Linked DNA regions of Mus musculus: region 1 is linked to region 2. A link is a contact called in public Hi-C data. All regions are on one chromosome and are shown on one strand. Each heading gives the region's core, a stretch centred on a gene start, on an enhancer-like site or on the middle of the called end of the contact. The rest is flanking DNA. Distances are from core to core; before and after follow the strand shown.

The links. A called contact is a pair of places that touch in the nucleus more often than the background predicts.
Region 1: a Hi-C map of regulatory T cells shows a contact between it and region 2, with 3 times the contacts expected there. The contact joins two enhancer-like sites. A contact is called at or near these places in 7 of 484 Hi-C or Micro-C datasets (CD4 T cells, bone marrow-derived macrophages, double positive thymocytes and 2 more) and 2 of 115 datasets of contacts at active chromatin or transcription factors (extraembryonic endoderm stem cells and trophoblast stem cells).

Annotation. Positions count from the first base shown.
Region 1 is chr2:70,929,628-70,934,880 of GRCm38.p6, reverse strand. All of the region lies in intron 1 of Gm39843 (a long non-coding RNA gene), which reads right to left. Among named protein-coding and RNA genes, the nearest start is that of Gm39843, 9.1 kb to the right of the region's middle. Within about 2 kb of position 1,805, at least 38 of the 459 cell types and tissues checked have an H3K27ac peak or open chromatin away from gene starts, as enhancers often do. A contact at or near this core is called in regulatory T cells, where this site is marked.
Region 2 is chr2:70,788,031-70,793,762 of GRCm38.p6, reverse strand. All of the region lies in intron 1 of Tlk1 (tousled-like kinase 1), which reads left to right. Among named protein-coding and RNA genes, the nearest start is that of Tlk1, 35 kb to the left of the region's middle. Within about 2 kb of position 3,317, at least 6 of the 459 cell types and tissues checked have an H3K27ac peak or open chromatin away from gene starts, as enhancers often do. A contact at or near this core is called in regulatory T cells, where this site is marked.

The DNA of each region.
Region 1 (5,253 bases), core at 556-3,055, 140 kb before region 2:
TGGCTCCAAAGGTCCCATATATTCTCTTTGTTAGGGCTTGGTCAGTATATGGCGATCCATTAAGGGCAGTGGCTTCTTTCTGGACAAGGAGTGGTTTATTTCTTTGCGGTTTCTGGAAGTTCAGGATTGGGGATTCTTACACTGAAATGTCTCCCAACAGGATCTGGTTTAAGGTCTCTCAGAAAAGGACGCTTTGCAAAGATCAGTGGGCAAAACACTCAGATTGTTGTTGTGTTTTGGTTTGGTTTTTTGAGACAGGGTTTCACTGTGTAGCCATTTATATTCTGGAACTCGCTCTGTAGATCGGGTTATCCTCAAACTCAGAGATTAAAGATGTGTACTACCAGGACACAGGGAGTTGTTGTTGTTGTTTGTTTTGTTTTTTCCTTTTTTTTTTTTTTTTTTGGTTTTTCAAGACAGGGTTTCTCTGTGTAGCCCTGGCTGTCCTGGAACTCACTCTGTAGACCAGGCTGGCCTTGAACTCAGAAAATCCACCTGCCTCTGCCTCCCAAGTGCTGGGATTAAAGGCATGTGCCACCACTGCCCAGCTTATTTTTGTTTTGTTTTGTTTTGTTTTGTTTTGTTTTTCTTAATGGAAAAAAAAAGGAAGGTGGGGAGTTTGGAGGCTGGAGAGGACATTGCTAAGTCTACAGCCTTGGCCTGTGGAACCGTTAAGATTGTCCTCATTGATTATCTTAAACCTTAAGTCTGTTTGATTGTCTCTGGGCTTAGGATATGCCCCATATCCCTTGGTTATTTCCACATGGTCTCTTTAATGCTGTATAAGATACTGTACTCTTTTATGTTTATATATGGATACATTTACTTATTTTATAGTATACCTGGCATAGAAACATACCTGATTGGATTAACAAATATATATTAGTTGCCATAGCTACTTGTTTTTATTAATAGTAGATATGCACAGGCACTATCTTTGATATTAAAAATACAATGAAACTAAGAGTGGTGGTGCATGCCTTCCCTCTGAGGGCCAAGACCAGAAGACCACTAAGCCAAGGTCAGCATGGGCCATACAGTGAGTTTAAAGACATCCTGGGATGGGGAACAAGACCCTATCTCTCTTTCTTCCTATGAATCTATTTGGCAAAAACCACACAGATCCAGTTTACACACAGATGACTTCATTCACAAGTTCAAGGCCACCCTGGGAATATGACTCAGTGGTATAGACTCTGTGCTCGGTATGTGCAAGGTCTTGGGGTTCAGCTCTTAGCTTTATTACACACACACACACACACACACACACACACAGAGAGAGAGAGAGAGAGAGAGAGAGAGAGAGAGAGAGAGATACACAGGTACACACAATTCAAGGCCCATGATCATTTTAGATGCTAGGATCTAAAGAGATACAATTCATAATGAAAGAGTTCCAATAACGTTGCTGCTGCCTGGCTCACCTCACCTCAAGCAGAACCCATCCTGAGCATCAAACTCTGGTTCTGTGAATAAGAAAGTAACCCTGATGTCTAACCCTCCAAGGGACTGAACTCGCCCAGTTGCCAGTGAACTGCTTTGAGCTCTAGGTGAGAAGTCTTGAACTTAACTCTTTCTTCACTGTTTCTCTTTAGTGGTCTGGCTTTCCTGGGGAAAGGAAGTGGGCAGAACCTCAGAGTCTACAGAAAATATCGTGAGGGCCCTGGAACCTTTAGTGTTGAGTCTTGGTTTAGCCGCTGTTCTTAGCTATAGGCAAATTCTCTTTCCTGAGCAACAACCCCACAGGTGTTCTGCTTTCTCTGATACTTTAAAAGGCCATTTTGCAGAGTAGTGGGTGACATCATGGAAACTGTTTGGAGTCAGACAGTTCTGGATCATTGTTCAACAAATATTTATTTAGTGTTGCTATATGCCAAACACTATTCTCGGTGCCAGAGAAATTGTCTTTGAAGCTCACATGAGTGTGTGTGTGTGTGTGTGTGTGTGTGTGTGTGTTCCAGTATAATCTATGGCTTTAGGAAAATCACTTAGCCCATTTGAGTTTGCTTTTATCCATCTACAAGATCGATAAAAATATTGTTATAGTAACATCTCAAGATTTGATGTTAACATAGAACATGACACATCAAACAACAGACCTGTCTGCTCACTGTTTGTTTGTTTGTTTTTGGTTTTTCAAGACAGGGTTTCTCTGTGTAGCCCTGGATGTCCTGGAACTCACTTTGTAGACCAGGTTGGCTTCGAACTCAGAAATCCGCCTGCCTCTGCCTCAAGAGTGCTGGGATTAAAGGCGTGCGCCACCACGCCCAGCTCTGCTCACTGTTTTTAAGATGACTTTGTTCACAATAGCCAAATCAGAAAATCAGCCTAGGTGTCCATTGACAGGTAAAATGGATAGAGAAGGTGAGATAGATATCTATACATGATAAAATACTTATCCATGAAGAAGTACAAAGCTAGATCATGTGCAGGGAATGGAACTGGAAATCACCCTGTTAAATGAAACAAGCCAGATGTGGGATAACAGAACCTACATGTTCTCTCTCTCATCTGGATTAAAAAAAAAAATCAAGACCTGAAAGCAGAAGCAGGAGAAGAAAAGTACCAGCAGGAGCGGGAAGGAGAGGCAATAAGGGTAATGAATGAATGTGAATAAATGCAATAAAAACATCCTAAGTATGTGTAAAATGTCATAACGAAGCCTATTACTTTGTACAATGAACACACAGCAATAATCTTGTTTTATGAAAGATTAGTCATGCCAGGCGAGGCACCTGTAGCCACAACCCCTCAGGATTGGAGGCTGAAGGATTAGGAGTTTAAGGCCAGCCTGGGCTACATGATGCTATATCTCAAGGGGCGGAGCAGAGTCAGGCAGTGGTGGTGCACACCTTTAGACCCATCACTCAGGAGGCAAAGGCGAGCAGATTTCGAGATCAACCTGATCTATAGGGTGAGCTCCAGGACAGTACTTTCAAGATGCAGAGAAACTCTGTCTTGAAAAAACAACTACAAGCAAAGAGAAGAAGGAGAAGAAGGAGAAGGAGATTAGAGACAATAGCCTTTAAAGCAACTGTTTCCATTAAGGGCTCAATTAATGCTAAATAATAAAATAATTAAAATGTAAATACCTATGGAACAAAGCACTCTTTCAGTTGTAGAATTTTACCTAGATATGTGAATTCTTCTTCAACTGTCCTCTAGACTGTGTGGCTTTGAAACCATGGACAGCATAAAGTTACAGGGTTTGGAGACATTTCTTTGTCTTTGACTCCTTATGAGCAACCTCATTTATCAAAGAAATACTTTCTGAGCAGCTACTCTGCATTCAATGCTAGGCTGGCTCTGGATAGGCGGGGGATAAACAAGACCTTGCAGGCTATGCTGAGGATCAGAAAAGCAAGAGGTTGGACTTCGCTGGGCTGCCCACCTGTGGGGTTTATCCTTCTAGGCTTGATGCTGATTGCTGACACCATTCCCCCCCCCCAAAAAAAAAAGAAGAAGAAGAAGGAGGAGGAGGAGGAGGAGGAGAAGAAGAAGGAGGAGGAGGAGAAGAAGAAGGAGGAGGAGGAGGAAGAGGAGGAGGAGGAGAAGGAGAAGAAGGAGAAGAAGAAGAAGAAGAAGAAGAAGAAGAAGAAGAAGAAGAAGAAGAAGAAGAAGAAGAAGAAGAAGAAGAAGAAGAAAGAAGAAGAAGAAGAAAAGAAAAAGCAAGCAAAGACGGAAGCTTTGCACTTGGCAAGCGGTTAGCATAAAGTCCTCCTGGAGACCGCTGCATCGCTCAGTAGACAACCTCTTGGCAACCTCAGTCTCCTCAAGAGGAAACAGATGGCGGAACACCTGCTTCCTGCGGCTGCCCCAGAGGTGAAATTTCAATCTATCAATCTCATTTGATAAACCAGGTTATTTACTCTACCCAAACACATGACCAGTGTCACAGGCATTTTAGAGGATATAAATAAAAATAAGAAAGTGTCCCAGGAGACTTAAGCCACTAGAGGACAAAATACCTACCTGCCTCTGAGGCAGAGGCAGAGGTGGAGTGTGCGCTCATTTGCTTACCCTAGGAAAAGCTGCGTAGGAACCAGGGGCTTTGGGCTGTGTTTACTGACTGAGAGAAGCAAGTCAGTGGGAAACATCTGTTGAGCACCCATTCTATGCCACCGTTGATCACTGCAGACATCCGTGCTGATGTCATCTCAAGGTATTTGTCCATTATTAAGAATAAAGGTGGACCCAGATGTAGCTGTCTCTTGTGAGACTATGCCGGGGCCTAGCAAACACAGAAGTGGATGCTCACAGTCAGCTAATGGATGGATCACAAGGGCTCCCAATGGAGGAGCTAGAGAAAGTACCCAAGGAGCTAAAGGGATCTGCAACCCTATAGGTGGAACAACATTATGAACTAACCAGTACCCTGGAGCTCTTGACTCTAGCTTCATATGTATCAAAAGATGGCCTAGTCGGCCATCACTGGAAAGAGAGGCCCATTGGACACGCAAACTTTATATGCCCCAGTACAGGGGAACGCCAGGGCCAAAAAGGGGGAGTGGGTGGGTAGGGGAGTCGGGGTGGGTGGGTATGGGGGACTTTTGGTATAGCATTGGAAATGTAAATGAGCTAAATACCTAATAAAAAATGGAAAAGAAAAAAAAAAGAATAAAGGTACAATGTTTGATCTTCAGGCAATCGATCGGGTGAAACAGCCCAAAGAACAGCGCTATACACACAGGGAATCAAAGGCATGAAGGATCGGCGCCAGGGGTGGCAGACCTATCACGGGGGGTGACTGTGGGGTGGGAGCAAGGTTGGGTGTGGGGTGGAGAGCTGCCCCTGGAATGCAGCAGCAAGCTTCACAGAGGTGGTAGCATTCTAGTTGAGAAGAAACATGTAAAAGAGGTTGCGACCAGCCGGTCGGGACCAACAGTGCAGATTCTAAGGGCTGCGGGAACTGGCAAACCCCTGCGGCTTTCGTTTTAACCAAGAAGCCTGATTTCCCTGTGGCAAGGCACACGGGACTCAAGATGTTTAGTTTAGTCACAGCACGTTGAGGCCTGATTATGCTTCCTTGTGCGGTTTCCATTCTGCTCAGAAGTCTGTCGGGCTAGCAGCTAGTCTTTACGTTGAAACTTGGCTTGTTTTGCACAGATGGGATTCAGGAGGGAGACATGGTTACACATAGAGTCTCTCTCTGACCCAGGACTGGAGGTGATGAAAAGCCATCCTTGTGTACTTTCTCCTTTCCGTGGGAAGGACTTAGAAGATGATGTTGGTTAAATGCTGCTGTTAAACTCT
Region 2 (5,732 bases), core at 2,068-4,567:
TCTGAGGAATTGGGCACAGTAAGGAAATACCAAATCAAAGCAGGACTGAAACCCAGTAGAGAGAACTCCAGATCCTCTGGCTCCATGTCTACTGTCAGAAGGCTAGCATGGCTGTGGCCTTCTGGCTTTGCTCATATGTTGTTTCTCTCTTGGGCTGGCTCTACTCCCCGTATGGAGCCCTCCATAATAGATATGCCATGGCTCTAGCACCTCAATATCTTGGGGCCTTCAGCACAACTCAAGTTTCACTTTTACAGTGCAGTGGCCTCTCTGGGCTTCTTTCAGTTTTTGTTAGGGCCTTGATGGAGGTGTCGCTCCACTACATACTGCCTGGACTCAGCAGCTCTCCTTAACCAAGGAAGATTCTACGATTCTACAACTTTCTTTACTCGTGTGTGTGTGTGTGTGTGTGTGTGTGTGTGTGTGTTAAAAATACAACCTGTTTATCACTCTGTATAATGCTACTTGTATGTATGGTTTTAGGACTGACGATTTTTATTGAGTGGTATACACTTGTCTGAACAGACTATTTCTCTTGTTCTCAGCATTCTTTATTTGCCTGTAGGTCTTTATCTAGGGTTGAGGCCTTGTGAGATTTTTGTCTTCCATGTCAGCATGTCTAATGTTTTCTTTGCTCAGTTCATGTTTAGGTAGCCATGTTTGTGCTATTTCATGGATATAGCTTCTGACATTTCTAGGAGATACAGTCTCACAGCAAACTCCCTGATTTTCTGCCTCTATAGTAATCTTTCCAGCCCTTCTGCAGTGTTGCCGGAGGTGAGGGAGCTGTGTTGAAGATATATCAATTTGGACTGAGCTCTATAGTTTTGCATTTTGATCAGTTACATTTTTCTGTAATGATCTGTTGCCTGGTGGAAAATGAAGGTTGTATGTATGTATGTATGTATGTATGTAATGTATGTATGTATTTTGGGGCAGATGAAAGCCATACTTCTGGTGAGACCCTGGAGAATGACCAAAATGGATGTTTTAAGGCTAGTTTGAATTACTCTATAGTGTTAGAAAAACACTTTGTTGTTTCCTTCATTCTTGTCCCTGTACTTTGAAGTGTGCTAAGACAACAAAAAAAGATGACTCATTTAAAATGAATATTTTACTTTATTAAGCTGATTTCTTAGGTTTATCCTGAAATTTTTTTAAAATAAAAGTGTTCTCAGCTGTATCAGTCAATTTATGAAAAATATTAACAGAAGAAAAACAAGCTTATGTATAAGCTATCATATCAGATCAAATTTAACACAGAAAGTTAATCTCGAATAAATTTAAGTTTTGGATTTTGGGAAGTTTCAAGTTTTAAGAAATTTTATGGTGATATCTCAGCAGCAGTAGAATCTATTGAGAGGTTTTTTAATGAACGGACTTATTTTCTTAGGTCTTTGGTAAATTTTAAAGACACGCTTTCTAAATATTTTTATTTTATTTTGACTGTCAAAGATGAAGACTTAGGCAAGTAAGAATTATACAATGAAAAGTCTTGTTAAAAACAAAGGTGGTGTAATTGTAAGCACTGCTGATTTATCATAATTAATACACCTCAAATTAGTACAAAAAGCATTTTGGAAAGTCATGCTTTTTGACAGCTGTGGGTCTTTGATGTAAGACAGGCAGAGAGGAGGGTGGGCTACGGCACAGTGATTTGATGGGTTCAAGTCATGCTTGTGCTGCATGTTTGTTCCCTGAGACGGTTTTGATCATAGAGATTGCTGTTGATCTCTAACTTGGGTAGTCTCAGCTGTTGTTTTTATTTGAAATTTGGAGTTTACAACTGTAAATCTGACAATTAGGCAAATAAAAATAATGGAATGCAGGGTAGTTAGAGGATTGTCTTTTTGTTGATGGTGGCTTTTTGAGACAGATCTTGCCTTATAGTTCAGCATAGCCTTGGACTTACTATGTAGCTCAGGCTAGCCTTGAACTTGGAATTCTCTTGCCTTGATCTCTGGAATTCTAGAATTCCTGTCAGGTACTATTAATTGTAGGCTATTCCTTAAGAGTGTTAATGTCTTTAGTATGCTCTATAATTTTTTACAAAGTATAATCACTATGTAATAATGGGTAGTGGTGGTATCACTTTTTCTTAGAGAGGTTCACCCCTGTAATTGAGCATGGAACACTTGAGGGTTAAATGAGAACTTAGATCAGATTGAAATCTTTGAAACATGCTCTCAGATGATAGCATAACCATGTACTTTAAATATGCACTTTAAATATGTTTAAAAAGATCAAAGGAAGAATAATAATATTGAAACTTCAATTCCACAAATAGTGTTATATCTTTCCAAAATTTATGACATTCTTTTTGTATTATAGTGACAGAGCTGAGTAGTTGTGACAGAGACCATACAGTATATTTTTCATCACTTTATAGTGCTCTTAGCTTGTAACATTTAGTGATACAGTTATAATGTGACTGTATGCTGAGTGTCATGGCTCTTGTTGGTCTTTGTTACTTGTTTTCTTTATTACTAGTTCATGTCCATCAAAACAAGAGAAAATGGACTTTGAGTGATGTGTGTGCACATACAAATCCCTGTGTGCATATATGTGCTGGAGCTAAAACCCAAGTATTGTACATGCCAAGTATATACTCTATGATGGAGCTACACCCTTGGCCCTTGAATGGAATTTGGATTACTTTGTTGAATTAAATAACAAACAAACAAAAAAGATTGCTTTTATTATTGGGATAGAAGTATATATATATATGTTGACATTACCAGAGTAAACATACTGCCACATTCCCAACTTTTGGGGTTGTAATGGGAACTTTTGAAATGAAGTATCTCATCATGATATAATTTCTCCCTAAATGAAAAAAACCAAAGTTACCATCAAAACAAGACTCATTTGCTACCTAAGCAGAATCATTTATTGATGTTGAGTTAATTAAATTGTTGGATCATAGAAGTCAAAAAAGTTATGTCCAGAGACTTGTTTAAAACTCTTAGCTTTTTGGCAAGAATAATTGACTTTAACACTTAAGGACATCTGGGGTAGTTTTGATAGTCAATTAAAAAACAAGGCACATGGTTTACAGAGGTTCTTCTGGCTCTTGAGGAATTGACAGATGTTATTGGTGCTGCTCAATTGTTATTTACTGGAGAACTCACTGACATGTTTAAAGTGGCAGAAAAAGTAACCGTGTAGAATACTTGCAGACAAGTATTTTCAAAGTTGAGGGAGCACCTAAGTACAAATGGAAGTAGAACTCATTAAGCTGTGCTACAGTGGGTAGTGATAAGTATGTGTGGAACACATAAAAGCTGTGCAGATTCTGAAAACTGATAAAAAATGTCAGATGTTCAAAGCCTATGGTTGTCAGTGTGTTATTCATCAGCAAGTCATTTGCAGAGAGTATGTGACTCTTGTGAGTGCCATTCACTCTCACGGAGTTAAGATACCATTGCTTCCACTGATATTTGTTAAGAACAAAAACTGAGTATCCTGACTGGCTTAGTGTTGGTAAAGTATCATGTTTGTTTTTACAGTTGTTTAAAGACCGAGATTGAAAATTTTATGATCAAAGAGGACCAACTATTATCAGTTACTATTACCAAATACTGATTACTTTTGAAAATTAATTTTTCTTCAGATTCACAGTTTCTTTCAAACGAATGTAATATAAAGCTAGAAGATAAAATAATGTGCCCATTCCAAGCATGGTGGCATATTCCTTTAATTCTATCAATGAAAAGGCATAGGCTGGTGGATCTCTGAGAGGCCAGCCTGGTCTACAGAGTAAATTCCAGGACAGATAAAGCTAGAGAAACCCTGTCTCAAAAAACCAAAAATAAAATAAAATAAATAAAAATAGAATGCACATGTAGTGATGGTGTGCCCTAGTGTACACACCTGAGTGCCACTAAGAAGGCACACATATGCATGGGTATGGTTTTTCAGATGGTGTAGCAAACTCAAAGGAAACTCACATGTTTCAGAATTTCCCTAGTTATACAACTGAAGAGCTTCTACTGAGCCTTTAACTGATTCTGTACTGTAGTGACACATTGCAAACCAAACCTTCTAAAGAGCCGCCCAGTAGAATGCTACACTTGTTTTTCAAGTGATGAATGTCTTCAACTAAAATCACATGATGAGTTTGGTGTCAGTAGTTAGCTTATGTCAGTGAAAGTATATCAGAGTCAGGAGCACTGGCTGCTCTTGCAGAGGACCTGGGTTCAGTTCCCAGAGCCTACATGATAACTCACATACATCTGTAACTTCACTTCCTGGAGATAAGAGACAGGCAGGCATGTGGTACACATGCATACACTCAGTGCACCCATAAAGTAAATATAAATACGATCTAAGGATGTAATTAATAATGAAAATGTAAAACTGAGTGAAGCTAAGTGAAGCTCTTGGGCTTCAGAATGGCCACTCTACCTGTAGAAGCGTATTGCTAGTGTGGAGAGGGACTGGATGCGTGTTTGAGTGAACTGATCTAGCTGGGTCACATTTTTATTCATGGGTTCATTACAGCAGCAGTGATTTTTTTTTTTTTATATTAAAAGCTTAAAACACAGAGACTCATTTCATGCGAGTATTTATGAGTGAGTGTATGTGAGATTTTAGGAATAGGAATCCCTAGCAAGTGATAAGTGAGATAATCTGTCCCCCAAAGAGTCCATTCCTTTTATCAGCAGATGTGTACTATAAGACACCTTCCTCAGTGGCCATTATTTGAGTTTTGCCCATGAAGTTTGTGGAAAACGTTTCTATTGTTATATAAATGTGTACAAGATTTTGCCTGCTAGCCCACAGAAATCAAAATACTTAGGATCTCTCTCTTTAAATTAAAAAAACCAAAAATGTTGGCAAATTTTTGACAGCAGAGATTTTCAGATACAGAGAGCTTACAGAGTCTTATGAAAATGCAGGAGTGATCTGAGCTGCAGGAGAGCACCTGAGAGTTTATGCTGATGGAGTGCTTTTAGCTGATAGGTTTAAGTTAGCTAACACATCTCTAGTGCTGTAGGTAGAGTTTTCAGGCACTGCCAGTGTATTTTTAAATCACCTGTTCTGTGCCTGGACCTGTACTGGGGCACTCATTCTCATGTATGTGTGTATGTGTATGTATATATGTGTGTGTGTGTATGTGTATATATGTATATATGTATGTATATATTCTTTAAAAAGTCTTTGAAAGTGTTAGAAATGTTGAAGTGAGGCATTCTTTAGTTTAATGCTTTCCCTTCAGATGCATATATGGGAAAGTTTACATCCTGGAAAATGTATGCATATACATACACAAGATCAGCAGGAAGTAAAATAACTTGTTACTGCTATCTGGTCCCGGACAAAGTAAGACCTGTTGTCTTTATCTTCCTAAAAGCCTGGTGTATTACCAACACCAGTTTGTCAGACCAAAAGAGAAGTATGGAACACTCAGATTGCTTTAGAAACATTTTTTCTTAGTCTTTTGCTTCTCTTTTCATTTGAAATGTCTCACACTAATCTTTAAATTTTTGATGAAGTTCAATTCATTAATTTTTAAAAATTAAAATATTTTATTGTAAAATCTATAATATAAATTTCTCCCTGTTTTCAAGGCCCTGAGGATTGACCCTAAGGCCCCATGTATGCTAGGAGAGTGCTCACTTATATAGTTGACTTATACTCACAATTAATGTGTTCTTCCCACCCCTTAATGCATTAGAACAGAGTTGACAATGCATAGGCCTCTTCTTTTTTCTTATGTTTTTGAGGTG